2 separate regions of the Mus musculus genome follow, and region 2 is linked to region 1. The links are chromatin contacts, called in public Hi-C maps. All regions are on one chromosome and are shown on one strand. Each heading gives the region's core, a stretch centred on a gene start, on an enhancer-like site or on the middle of the called end of the contact. The rest is flanking DNA. Distances are from core to core; before and after follow the strand shown.

The links. Hi-C and Micro-C count contacts between places; a contact is called where the count stands out from the background.
Region 2: a Hi-C map of CD4 T cells shows a contact between it and region 1, with 1.8 times the contacts expected there. The contact joins two enhancer-like sites. A contact is called at or near these places in 1 of 484 Hi-C or Micro-C datasets (CD4 T cells) and 1 of 115 datasets of contacts at active chromatin or transcription factors (embryonic stem cells).

What each region holds. Positions count from the first base shown.
Region 1 is chr15:30,655,661-30,663,134 of GRCm38.p6, forward strand. The region is part of intron 7 of Ctnnd2 (catenin (cadherin associated protein), delta 2); the gene reads left to right. Among named protein-coding and RNA genes, the nearest start is that of Gm31841, 23 kb to the right of the region's middle. Within about 2 kb of position 6,196, at least 35 of the 459 cell types and tissues checked have an H3K27ac peak or open chromatin away from gene starts, as enhancers often do.
Region 2 is chr15:31,163,090-31,170,073 of GRCm38.p6, forward strand. No RefSeq gene overlaps it. Among named protein-coding and RNA genes, the nearest start is that of Gm26416, 28 kb to the right of the region's middle. Within about 2 kb of position 3,257, at least 38 of the 459 cell types and tissues checked have an H3K27ac peak or open chromatin away from gene starts, as enhancers often do.

The DNA.
Region 1 (7,474 bases), core at 4,946-7,445:
CCATCGTCAAGGAAAAAGCAAACATGCTCTAACATGCAGAGGCGCCTCAGGAAATCCATCCTGTAGGCACACTGGCCTAGAAAAGCACCGCATTTGAAAGATGGATCCTAGCTAAATAAAAGCAAGAAACAGGAGGAAACGGTATCCAGAAATAATGCATACTGGGTAGCAGAAGTCCAGGAGAAGGCCCCAAGCAGCAGGGCAGGAGACAAAGGAAGGCATACTCCATCCAAGCCCTACTGGATCTGTGTGATGTCATAATCCAAGGCCAGAAAACTCAAAACAGCAATGAGCTTCATTACAGATGCAGTAGAAAGAGTTGCTATACTCCGCAGAGTTCTATAACTCCAGAAGGCAGCTGTTGAGAGATTTAACAGCTAGACAGATGTGTGAGCATATAGTTCCATCCCTTCTTAGCTCTGTAAGGCCATGCCATTTCACCAAAGCCAGCAGAATTTAGAGAGCATGGGTTTCGTGCCAGGCACTCCTGGAGGGGTGGGGGTGGGGGGGGCTGGCGACTCACCTGTGAGCAGCAGGGACCAAAGCCCTGGTGTTCTTAGCACTGATAATTCTGTCAGGGGTTAGAAGAGAAAACTGTGGGTAGTGACTAGGGAATACAGAGGTCAGAAACAGAGCAGCGGGGGACTCCTCACAGAGAGGGTATCCTTGGAGCAAACCTTTGAAGAAGGAGAAAGGACATACAAGTTGAGAACAGTGTCTGGGGCAAAGGAAACATTGAACCCAAGAGGTCTGAAGGAAAATCATGCACTGCCCGTTAGAATGCAAAATAGGGTTTCTCACATCATTGGCTTGCTCTGCAGGACAGGAAAAAGATAAGAATAACAATTGCAGTCTTCATGAAGAGCTTATAAGATTGCAAATGTCCCTTGTTTAGGGTGTCTACAGGTTAAGCAGACTTTATAATTATGTCTTGTTACCAAGAACATCATATCTGACTCTTCTGGGCATCCAAATATACACGGTAGGAACCAAGGATATAATAGTCAGCGTACTAGAGAGTCAGAACAAATTTGTCTAAGACAGCTTGATGTGAGGAGAGATCTGACTGAGGGAAACCTAAGAGAAGAGGTTTCCCATATGGGGAGAGGGTTCAAGAAAGGAATGTTGAAATGTTCCAGGTACATTGTGTCACATGTGCATAACAGGGGCATTTATACAGTTCACCCTGCACACATGAATAAGTGTGCAGACGATTCGTGAGACTTGGGTACAGTGTTTTTGACTACATTCATTCATTTTCTGTTGCTATTTCAACATCCTTGTCTTCTGCAAGGACAGAAGAGTAACTTATATCAACGTTTCAAAAGCTGAAAGACAATGACGGGTTTACCTCATCGATTTGGCCTCTGGTGAAAGCCCCTCAGGTTATGACACTATGTCACAGGTGACCTCAGAAAGATAGCTTATGGGAAGGAAGTCACATAGTGAGATAGGAAACACTAGTTTCAGGAGTTAGGTTTCCTCCCTCCCTCCCTCCCTCCATCCTTCATTCCTCAACATCTAACCCAGGTCCCACAAGCACAGCATTAAGATCCCCAACAGTTGCATCCTCAGTGACTGGCCTTACCTAGGCCCTGCCTCTTACCATTTCCACCCTCACACACCCACTCCTAGGACCAACCCTCCAACTTATGACCCTTGGAGACAAACTACATCCAAACTATACAGGAGCCACATACATTAAAAAAAAAAAAAAAAAAAAAAAAAGAGAGAGCAAGGCCCATTTTTTATTTCTGAAAGAATGAGTTACACAGAAATCCAGATAAGATTCTTCGCACATTGCTCTAAGGGTCCCCAGGGCAATGAATGAATGCTGACAGCGTCGGAGACTGGAGGCAAAGTGAGGGTATATGAGAAAATTAAAGAAGAATCAATTAAAACGGAGCTGCTTCTGGGAACCAAAAACTGAGCCAAATGCCCGGAAATTTCCTTGTCCTTTGGGAAATAGGCTGCCTGATGAGTGAGCCCCGTGGTTTGCTGGTACTGTAAGTGTTTCTTCAGAGCTACAGAGAGGTAGCTAGTACACCAAGCATCTGCTGGGAAATGCTCTCTGTACAGACTGGAATGGCAGAAAGATACCACAGGATGGGAACAGAAAGACTTAGAGATAGGAAGCTGTGGGTAGCTGGAAAGCCATGCCTGAGGTTTCGCTTTGGCTCCTTAACAGCAAACTGTGGGGAAGGCTTAGTTGATGGTGGGGTTGTTGGTGAGTTTATTTCTAACTTCAGAGCTTTTTGCCTTAGAAAGATTAATTTAATGGGACACAAAGGAAAAAATAGAACAAGCACACATATTCACTGCAGATTAACTAAAACGGAAGTGTCTAAAGTCTCTAATATCAGTGGTTCTTTATATTATATTATATTTATATTTATATATATTTATATTATATTTATCATTATGGTAAGTGCTGACTTTTGACACCAAGAAGAAATTCTGAAATTTCTGGCAATCAAAACAAACAAACGGCCAAAAATGTACGTAGTGTTCATTCAGGCTCCAGAAAGACAGCTAATGGGATCTCTACACATCGAAAGCATTCTATCAAGTCTCTCCTAACTGATGTCAAGTCTGCCACTACACTGGCTGGCTATGGTAAACATAGTTGCGAGTGAAATGGTTGTAGTTGGCAAATAACCAAAAGCCACATTTATATCGACCAAAACGTGAATACAAAGAGATACCAGATTGCGTTCGTCAGAATTCATGTTACTGTAGTTAAAATACCTAAAATAAAATTTAAAAAATCAAGGGGGAAATTTATTTAGTTCTCAGTTTCAGAGCTTTCTGCCCACCCCACCATATGAGGGAAAGCCCTAGAGTAGCTCACCTCACCAGACAGAGCACAAAGACAGGAATAGTAGGGAACGGAGTCAGAAGTCGCAGCCAGTGAAACACCCCAATGTCTTACATCCTCAGCTATGCCTCACCTTCCACGGTTTCTCCTCCCATGCTACTACTGAAAATTTTAATCTCTCAGTGAATTAAACATCTATTATCTCAGAGATCCAGCGATCTAATACATCTGGAAATAAACCATAGAAATAGCCAGAGGAGTACTTTTCTGATCTCCTTGGTGTTTCTTAATCCAATCAACATGGTAACCAAAATTAACTATCACGTAGGTTCTGCCTAAAGTGAGCAAAATGATAGAAATCAACAAAAATCAACAGAAAAAGGATGACTCCAAGGAATAAAAGAAAGAATATCTGTGCCTTCAGCACTTCATGGTTCTCTAGAAAATGTTTCTCTTTCTTAGGTCTGTGATGTGGGATGTATGGATGTCTATAAAGCAGGCCATGCAATACTGTAGGTTTACCAATCACGTGAACAGTCAGAAGTATAGGCCTGGAAGAGAAGATTATAAAACCAGACAATACCCATTCCAGATTATTTCTTGACTTCATGTAGTCAGTGTATTGCAGACCTTTCAGGAGCACACAGCAAAAGGAATCTAAAGAAAAGCTTCAATAATTTGACTGAGGGGCGAGTTTGAGCAAGCCATTCCAGTTTCTGCTTACAGTGCAAACATCTTCAAAGGGATGCGCCAGCTGTGGTTTCTGTCTGCTGGTCCTCCTGGATGGCCTCTGAGCTCAAGGTACTGGGTTACTATAGAGGTGGAGTCAGTCCCGAGCTTCAAAGGATAGTTTCTGACTCCAGCCTCAGCTCTCTGTGCTTACACTGACAAAGTGGTGTTAGGTGAAAAACCTCCCTAAAGAGAAAGAAGTAGCCATGGCAAGAGTTAGTGTGAAAAAACAGAAGTCATTGTCCCTTCTCCTAGGATGAAGCACACATCCAAACATGCACCACATACATGTCTCACACACACACACTCATTCAAGTTCATCTGGCTAGACAAAAAAATCCCATAGTCTTTTTTATTTATTTCATGTTGGTATATTCTATTTGAGTTGCTATAACAAAATACCACAAATATCATGATTTTTTTTTAACCATGGAAATTTACATGTCACAATTCTGATAGCTACAAAACAAAACAAAACAAAACGAACAAACAAACAAACAAAAAACAGACAGACAGACAGACAGACCAAGGTGGTAGTAGATCCTGCGTGTAGTGAAGACTTTTCTGGTTAACTGAGGAATCCTTGTTGCTTTTTCCTCCTCATGGTGGAAGAGACTTGAGAGAATTTTCTAGGGCTTGTTTTACAGGGACCAAAAATCTCAATAGTGAGGGCTCTGTACCGTCCCTGTTAATACCTTGAATTGAGACTGAACCTGGGAACTAGTGAAAGACACAAACATAATACCACAGTTTTCAATGAACTTGGTGCTATCACATACTGACAAATAGGCCACTCCTGTTGACGATTCTTAGTAGCATTTACTCCCTTGTGGGACTTTCTGTCCTGGAGAAGCATCAATGGCCCCGTAGGACACTCCTCTCCAATGCTCAGTAGTGTCTTTCTCACAGAGACATCGAAAGGGGGCCATTTTAGCTGGACACTGGTGTCCTTTATGTATGCGATGAAGAAGTTGTTTTACCAAGGGTGATGGGCATTCAAATGACAATGGTGCATACTCCACCCCAAAATTAATTGAGCTTTAAAATACACATGCTCATAAACACATACTAGAATGCTTTTTTGAAATTAATAAAATCCAAAAGCTAAATCCTAGTGGAAACTGCATAGTTTACAGTATAATTCTTATCTTATCAAAGCCTTTTTATATACAAAACTCCATATGAGAAGAATTAGAATAAATAATAAAATATTAATACATAAAAAGGTTATACAATGTAAACATAGGAATAATGAATCTACAAAGCGTATATCTTCTTTGTAAATTTTGTTGTAAGCTAATGGGTCTTTTTCCTATAGAAGCCACAAAATCCTCTCTGCTAACAAATCCACTACAGAAAAATGATAGAGAAAGTGCATTACACCATGTTTATGAAACTCAGTGTCTAGTTCTTAAAGGAACTTTGTACAGCCTATGTATGCTATATCGAAAGTAATCGAACTGAAAGGCTTTTAAGTTACAGAATGCAAACCATCTCGAGTCATGTCTTTTAAAAATTGCAGCTCAGTGTGGTGGCGCAAGCCTTTTATTCCAGCCCTTGGGAGGCAGAGGCAGGCAGATGTCTGTGAGTTCAAGGCCAATCTGGTCTCCATAGTGAGATTCAGTCCAGCCAGGGCCTTCACGATACAACCTTGTGATTTATGGAAGCACCTGCCTGCTTATTTCCCCTTTTGTTGAGCTAACTCTTCTTTCCTCACTGAGAATTTCCTCTGTGGCCCTGGGCAAAAGCCACAGAACCCAAAAGAGAGACAGCTTTGTTCCAGTGGCGCTTTGAATAGCTAATGAAAGTTGCCTTGAAGCTTCAGCCTGCCTGTGCTGCTTAGATATGAAGATGTACCAGGCCTACCTTGTTCCGAACGTTCTCTATGAAAACTCTGGGGATTATGTATAACAATGAGGTCTGGAAACCTGACAGTGCAGATGCTCTGACCAAGAGATATCAAAAGGAGCTGCTGAGAAACAAAACGACACCTGTTGAGTTTTATCCTCCTTGTTGCTGAAGACAAGTTTGGGTGTCAATGTAAGACTGACCATTAAAAACTCTGGGAAGTGGACTAATTAATAAGATAGCAGCAAATCACAGATTGCTTTCATCAGTAGGTCATTAGGACAATAAGAAGAGAGGAGTGAGCCTAACTTGTGGTCCATTCCTGCTCACAACAAATTCTGAAGCCAAGTATAATAACTACAAGGCTCCTCCGAGGGAAAAATTAGATTTCATATGTTGAGCTTCTTTTGCTTGTAGATGTCCAAATGTTTTAGCTACACATTTTACATCTAATTATTTTGCCCTACATAGAAGTACAGTAACTCCACTTGCCCTGGCCTTGCCAGCAAATGTTTGAGGTGCTTGGGCAGAGTCCTTCTAAAGGTCCCTTTGCCAGGCTGAGTCTTAGGCTGTTGTGGAAGGACGGACGCTGCAGATTCAGGACATTCCTGAGCCAAGACTGCTACACCCTGGTCTCCGTAGCCCTCAAAGTTTTTTATCCTAGAACTGCAGAAGGACAGGACATGAGGGCGGGAGGGACAATGTGCCAGAAGGCTGCCTGCCATGTCCTAGGGTTTCCCGGCAAGACACATCACAGAGTAAAGGCATGTTTGAGGCAAAGCCCATACCCTCCCCCTATCCCCATCCAAGAGCATTGCTAGCTTTCTCTGAAAGCATCAGGGAAACTAACCCCCCTGCAAGGGCCTCTGTACATAGCCACTCAGGAATGGATGTGCCCGGGGCTCTTCTGACTCCCCGACTAAAGGAAATACCAAAGACTAAGCCCTGATTGTGTGCAGAAGACCCCACCTACATCTTGCCTTCACTCCACAGCAACCATTAAAGCCAGGTCACTTCTCAGAGGTATCCATATGCCATATTCTTCTATTCACTGGGTTGTCTTCTGAGGTCCTTGCCAGGGAAGGGCCTCCTACTGAAGCTTCTTTTTTTTTTTTTTTTTTTTTTTTGTCTCAGAGGTAAATGATACACATATTTTCCCTGGGTGGAGACGTGTGCTTACAAAGAAAGTGGAAGATCAAGGACCCTTTTGTTTGGCAGGCAGGGTGTGTGCACTGAGGCAGCACAGGAAACCTAAGCCCACATCACAATCAAGATAACCTCCACAAAAAACACTCCAGCCCATCCAATTATAAAAAGCCTGATTGATTTTTTTTTTTTAAAGTTTCTTTCTCTCTCTCTTTTTTTAACCCTTCTGGAAGTGACTCTTTTCCAGATAACCCTTAGCCCTAGCTTTTCCATACCCTGGAAGAAGAGACATTTCTTTTTCTTGTAATTAATCACTTTATTTGTTTACATTTCAAATGATATCCCCCTTTGGGGTTTACCCTCTGCAAACTCCCCGTGCCGTGCTCCCTCCCCTTTGCCTCTATGAGGGTGCTCCCCCACCCACCCACCCACTCCTGCCTCACTGCCCCAGCATTCCTCTACAATGGGACATCAAGCCTCCACAGGACCAAGGGCCTCCCCTCCCATTGATGCCAGATAAGGCCATCCTGTGCTACATATGTAGCTGGAGCCACAAATCTCCTGATGGGTACTCTTTGGTTGGTGGTTTAGTCCCTGGGAGTCTGGATGGTCAGGTTAGTTGATATTGTTCTTCTTATTGGGTTGCAGTCCTCTTCAGCTCCTTCAGTCCTTCCCTTAGCTCAGAAAGAACCATTTCTAGGAGTAGAAAAAGAAAACCATCTGTGGCCCCCTGGTGTATGGCCCTGTAGAGACACACAGCAGTTACAGGATCGGTCATTGTAGTCATCGGGGCACGAGCTGACGTGCTAGGCCGCTGGGCACCTGCATGGCCAGTATCCAGCTACACCTGAGTCTTTGTTGAGGCCACTCGTGTTTGCTCAAAAGGGCAGGGGAGATTATGGCATTGATGTGTCAGCCTCTAGTATTCAAGAC
Region 2 (6,984 bases), core at 2,007-4,506, 500 kb after region 1:
TGGGAGACTATTAATGACTGACTGCTTGCTTCTATTTCTTTAGGGGATATAGGACTGTTTAGATTATTAACCTGATCTTGATTTAACTTTGGTACCTGGTATCTGTCCAGAAATTTGTCCATTTCGTCCAGGTTTTCCAGTTTTGTTGAGTATAGCCTTTTGTAGAAGGATCTGATGGTGTTATGGATTTCTTAAGGATCTGTTGTTATGTTTCCCTTTTCATTTCTGATTTTTTAATTAGGATGCTTTCCCTGTGCCCTCTAGTGAGTCTGGCTAAGGGTTTATCTATCTTGTTGATTTTCTCAAAGAACCAGCTCCTCAATTGGATGATCAGCTTGCTTTCTTATAGAACCCTAGACTATCAACCCAGGGATGGCACCACCCACAATGGGCCCTCCCACTATTGATCACCAATTGAGAAAATGCCTTTTGGCTGGATCACATGGAGGCATTTCCTCAAGCTCCTTTCTCTGTGACAACTTCAGCTTGTGTCAAGTTGACCACACAAAACCAGCCAGCACATCCCAGCTGCTCAGGAAGTTGAGGTGGGAAGAGGGTGTGTGCCTAGGAGACCCTGTCTTCAACATAAATGAATAACTCAAAACATACTTTAGAACAGACAGAGAAACAACACCCTTTGTAAATTGCAGAATTGGTAAAAGGTACTCATTTAGCTTATAGGCCATTTGGAGAGAGCACTCACACACACACACACACACACACACACACACACACACACACACACACATACACACACAGGGGTAGAGGGGCTGTAGCGTTACAGGAAAGGAGTACAGGCAACATCAGTTCCCTAAGCATGAGGCCACTACTGAAATCAAGAGGATCGTGAAGCTGCAAAACACATGACCCTGTGCAAACCCCAAGGTTTCAACTCTCTCACTGCAAGGCTAAGAACTCCTACCATGCAGGCTTGTTTTAAGGAAGAAATGGCATAAACCGGGACAGTTTATCTTTTCACTACAAGGTACCAGGCTACAGAAGGTATCCAGTGTGAGGAGTTTTATTTTGTGCTTTGTACAAACTGGACAAAAATAAACCAGGTCACTTGTGGTCGCAGTGAGCCTCTGGTCTGAATGCCAGGGTGTGTTTCTGAACCTGAAGTTAAAACGATTCATCTCAAGCAACCCAAGGCAAGGAATAGGAATGCTGTTTCATCATTCATTTCTGAAACTCGTATTTAAGACACAAGATGCCAAGGCTTCAAGACAACACCATTTTAATTCAGAATTGCCCTTGCTAATCCTTCAGAGAAGTGAGAGATTGCCTCATTATCCGGCGTTATGCGACCAGTTTCATCACTTTTGCGACCAGCATTGCTTGCTCTTTCCTTCTTTACGAGGCCCTCCTTCCAAGGCTGTGGCACCTAATTCTAATTTAGTCTAATTTTGGAACCACAAATATAAACTTGTGTGGCATTTCACTTATCTCCAAAGCAAAGTTATTGCCCTGGTTCTAAGTTCCTTTTTAGAACACATTATTGTTTGTTGAGTTATTGATCTTACTAGGAAAATTAGAATATTAGCGTTCGTGTCCTTTACATTAAAATGTCATTTGTTAATTTGCATTAAATAGCTGGCATTATGGGCCCACTGTGAATTAATTTTGCTTCTAGCTGTTACTAATTATTAGCGTTTTTTATCTTTGTGCTTCGAGTGTTTGTTTTGATATCCTACTTTCCTATCTGCTCCAAGTCATAAGTCATGAGGGAGGAAGCAATTAATCCACCAGATTGCCCGAATGGCATTCATCCTGGGAGACCATTTATATTAGGAACTAGAGATTACCTTTTAACAACTGGTAAAGATCAATCTGTTTCAATGTTGAGAATTAAAATACAGAGACTTCTTGATGCTCAATTACCCTGTGTAGGAACAGCCAGAGCCTTCTGCTTGGCTTTGATATCTGACCGTGGGGAGAAAGCAGGATTCTGGGGATACCCACTTCCTCTTAAAATGAAGAGAAACCCTGGGTAATGTGCAAAGTATTTAGAAGAGAAGTTCAAAAATTTCGTGAAAGGCTGGGGTGATGACGTAGTTGGTGAAGTAACCCTGTGTAAACATAAAGACCTGAGAATGGTCCCAGAATCCATGTAAAAGCAGGGATCTGGCAATCAATAACATGCCACAGACAGAGGGGCGTAAACTTACAGTTCTTGGGGAGGTAAAATTTCTAGGGCTCACTGGTCAATCAGCTTTCTCCACCCAAGAATCTCCAGGCCAATGAGAGACCCTGCCTCAAAAATAAAAGGTAGACAGTATGGAGAAATTGATCCAAGACCTTTACATGTAAGTGAATACATATTCACAACTTCATGAATGTACATGTGTACATGCACACATTTGTACACACATGTAAAACATGAATGTGGAGGGAGGGAGGGAGGGAGGGGAGAGAGAGAGAGAGAGAGAGAGAGAGAGAGAGAGAGAGAGAGAGAGAGAAAGGGAGGATATGGAATGGACAGATGCTTCTAGGCACTTAGAAAGAGGTTACATGGTACCCAAGAAGCACCCAGATCCTGAGGCCCAAAGGTGAGGCCAGGACTAAATGTTTGTGTTTAGAGAGAATGAATTCTAGCATCTTTAGAAGGTACAGAAAACTGGACCTTGTAGCTTTACTCTTAGTCCATGTATTCAAAGATCCTTTGCCTCCACAAAAATATGGTTCTGTTATCATAAGTAGAGTTGCTGGAAGCCATGATCATGTATGATCTCACAGCTTCTGTAGGATGTACATCCTGGCATGGCTTAGCTGGGCCTTTTCTAAGGCTCCCTTCAAGATACCAAGTGGGTGTGGATTTCTTCCCAAGATCACTCCTATCAGTAAGATTAGTTCTTCATCCGCTGCAAACCATTGGCAGACATTAACCAAGGCTTCCCTCTGTCCCTCGTCACTGGGCTTCAACACAGAGATTCTTGTAGCAGAATAGCCAGTTTCCCTGATAGTGGGCAAACAAAAGGCAAGATCAAGCAAGATAGAAGAAGGCAGAGCCTGAAGCCTCTTCTCAGACGTAGTACCCCATCATTGTCATTCAGCCCACATTCAAGAGTTACAATCACAGACAGGAAAGATGTGGGTCTGCCCACCATAGTGCTCTTGACAAAGGATGAGATTAAAAAACGAACACCCTGGATTTAGGTCCCGATACAAATAAGATCCAGACCTCAAAGAAGGGATGCTACCATCTGGCACTGTGTCTCTGAGGCTGAACTGGATACCTCAAAAAGGAAGTGGGAACCAGAGCTCCTGCACTGCTGACTGCGCTGAGCACTATGGCTGGCACTGCCAACTGAGCTGAGCGCTGTGGCTCAGGTTGATGGCTCAGGAAAGAGGACAGTCAGCAAGTGGAGTCTGTTCGTTCCTTCCTTCTTCCACTCTCACTCTGAGTACTTCGCTGGGAAAGCTAAAAGAGAGCTGGTGGCAAAGGGCTTACAGAACTGCATCCCTGGGGTCATAGAGCACACTGCAGGCATTGAAGTTGAAGCAGAGAGCCCATCCCTTAAAAATTAGCATGAAAGGCTGTAGGGACTTCTCCAGCTGGCCTGATGATATTGATCTCTGTCTGGGGATTAAGGTTAAAAGTAACTGTAAGGTCTTTCAATGAGAAGTCAAAGCAGAAATTTTGTATGCAGCTTAGGTGTAGAGTCTAAATTTGTACTATCAAAACAGAGCCAGGACCTCAAAATAGAACAAAACACAACCAACATCTCAAAGCAGTGAAAACCTGTGGTTACCAGTAGAGACAGCTGTGCAGCGCTTCCTGTCGACAGGGTGAACGGGCTCTCATGTCAGAAAGGAGAGATGGAGGGAGCATCCATGTCATAGCGTGGATTCAGCAGTCACTAAAAGAGGGAAAAGAGAGAATGGGACAAGGAGTATTATCGGGACCTTGAGGGACTGGGAAAACGTGATAGACATAACAAAGTCCGCCCACTAAAAATGATCAAAGACAAACAAATGTGAGCACCACGGAACACCAAGACAGGAACGAAGAGGCAGGCTTTCTTGATGAATGCGGTTTCCAGAAGAGAAAACAGGAAATGCTAGCATGCCCATGGACAGGTTAGGTGACAGATTAACCAGAACTGAAGAGAGGATCAACCAGTGGAGAACAAATATCCAGTGTGTAGCAGAGAGTGGGGGAAAGAACATACACAGAGAGAGGGAGTTTCTGCGGGATGTGGGCACATGTCTGCAAACCCAGCACCGAGGACAGCGAGGCGGGACTGGAAATGTGAAAACATCCTAGGATATGTACTGCGATCCTATCTCAAAAAGTAAAATAAATGTGTGTATGCATACATAGATAGCCTCCAACACACACACACACACACACACACACACACACACACTAGTCCCTGGCTTGTGCAAGTTCAACTTAGGATTTTTCAACCTTTTTATTTTTGATTGCCTCCAAAGCAGAATTTATCCAGTAGAAAATAAGTGTCCAATTTTGATGTTGCCCACAGCTAGCCATGTGTGATAAGATGCTATTTCTGGTATTGGACCCCATCAGCAGGCTTCCTTCCCATCAGCCGTGAAGACATGAAGAGAGACAGCCACTAGCTAGCTATGGTGTCCTGTGTGAGTGACTAAGGCAGGTGTTCTGTAGGAAGATTGAGCACACCTGCGACTTGTGATATTTTGTGGTGGCTGTACTGCAACATAACTCCATCCAAATCAAGGAGTGTCTGCGTACCTCCTGTTTCACCCCCCTCAAATAGCAGAGGCCAGTAAAGACTCGTGTGTAGTAGTCCCTGAGAAACACACACGCACACAGAGAGAGAGAGAGAGAGAGAGAGAGAGAGAGAGAGAGAGAGAGAGAGAGAGAGAGAGAGAGACCCATGAACTCAACCAGTGGCTGTGGTGCTTCTAAGTAAAATAACCATTATTTCTCTGATTCTCAATCTTGCAGCAGAATTTAGCATCACTTCTTCCCAGGTCCATCCTCCTACTCCTCAATCTATTTCCTGGGTTCCCCGGGGCTCCCCGCTCCCCGGACTCCGGACTCCGTGCTTCTCGCGCTTCTCGGGGGCTCCCCGGCTCCCTGGCCTGCAGTAGCCTCTTGACGATGAGTATTACTTACGCCTTCTCTCCAAACATCCAGAGTTCTGAGCATTAAACCCACGCAGTCCTGGCCTCAACTGCTGCTTGATGCTGGTGGTTTCTACCACCTTTGAATGGCACCAAGCTGAACACCAAGCCTTTAACACATGGGTTTTTGGGGACGTTTCACATGGGAGGGTTCGGTCAGCTCTGTAATCCTGCAGTTCCCGCATGGCATGGGAGCATTTGGGTATGTGGGGCCCACAGTCTAGAAGCATGTATACCAGAGGCAGCCAGCACAGCTCCTCACACCGGGAGCTCTTGGACGGGAGAGAACAGCAGCTTTTCCATCCCTGGATCTCAGCCTATGGTGAACTGGCCCATACCCCTGTGTATTCCCCCAGCTGCCAACAGCACTCCGAAGAGCGCAAAGCTATAAGCTGTGTGACCCAGGAGGACAGATTAGAGAACTCTAAACCAGATCCATTGTCTTTTGTTCAAAATTGCACGGATCTCTTTTTTGCTCTAGACATTAGCTCTTAAAAATGTACTTTTAACTTTAAAAAAAAATAATAAAGTCTGTCAAGTTTAACAGGAATTTTTGCACTCGTGTAAGGTCCAACTCTATTGCATTTAATATTTGCCAAATATGTGATACCTGCAAATGTGTTTTGATACCTACACTTCATTTTCACAGCGCTGTGAGTTAAACAGATCTTGCTGAGCTATTTTCATTTTTAGATGAAGAGACTCGGGCAAAGAGAGCTTAAACCCAGGGCTTCAGATCAGGTAACAAAACTGTGGTGATGTAAACCCCGCGCCCCCCCCCACACACACACACACACCTTGAAGTTCTCATTACGGACATGTCCGTCACACTACAAGGACAGCATTAGCTGAAGCACGGGTCTCCATCACACCACATCGATCAGAGCTCCACTCCTCCTGAGAATCTGGTGTTCAACAGACATGGGAGACAGGGAGCAGAAATCTCAAAAGCAATAGATTCTGTCTGAACTTGAAAAACTGATTGAGGGAGGGGTGAGAAAGACAGCAAAGCACCCAGTTTGCTTGAGCAAAATCAGAGAATTCTTAAAACTTCCAACTAGGCAAATATGCACAAGTCAATCAAATTTTAGACCAAGTCCCTGAGAACTTGGGTAGTTACAGAGAGAGCCACAGAAAGCCCCCAGGGTTTTACGAGGGATCCTGGGCGGATTATTTGAAAAATAGCAGTTAAAGCACACAGCTAAGGGGTCTGTAGAATCGAGGGTCCTCACAGCTTCCCAATCCCTTGCTTTCTAGCTCCTCCTATCCCCTGACATATCCCTGTACAGAGCCCAGGCAGGAGAGACCATCCGCGGCTCTTGTCTTGAGATATGGCCTGTGGGAAACACACATTGTAATGAAAAGAACTGTGCAAATCCGGAGCCCAGCCTGGACCCACATCTTCTGTGGAGCAGGCATCGGCCTCTAGAGGCCCAGTCTTCCCTGTAAATGATGGGATTGAACCAGCCGATCTTTAAGGTCACTTTTTCCTTTGAACTCCACTAAACCCGGGGCGATGAACAGAACAGAGATAAATCCCCGAGATTTACTCAGATCCCTGCGAGCTCTGGCTTTCCTTTTTCCGAGTCTTTGTGCAGGCAGCACCTTACGTTCCCCTCTCTAAAGCAGGCTATGATCCAACTGCAGCATCTGCACATGGACAGACAGCCTTCTGTCTCCTAGTGTGTTTATATTGCAGATTCTGGGGTCTACATTCAACTTGACGAAGCCAAGACTAAGAGTTGAAACGTGAGGTATGTGGTTAGGGGTGTGTGTAAGGGCACAAGAATTATTTTTTAGCTCTTTCTGAACCCTGGGGGTAACCTGGCTATGATCATTGAAGAAAATCTGAGGTTGGGCCAACGAAAATTG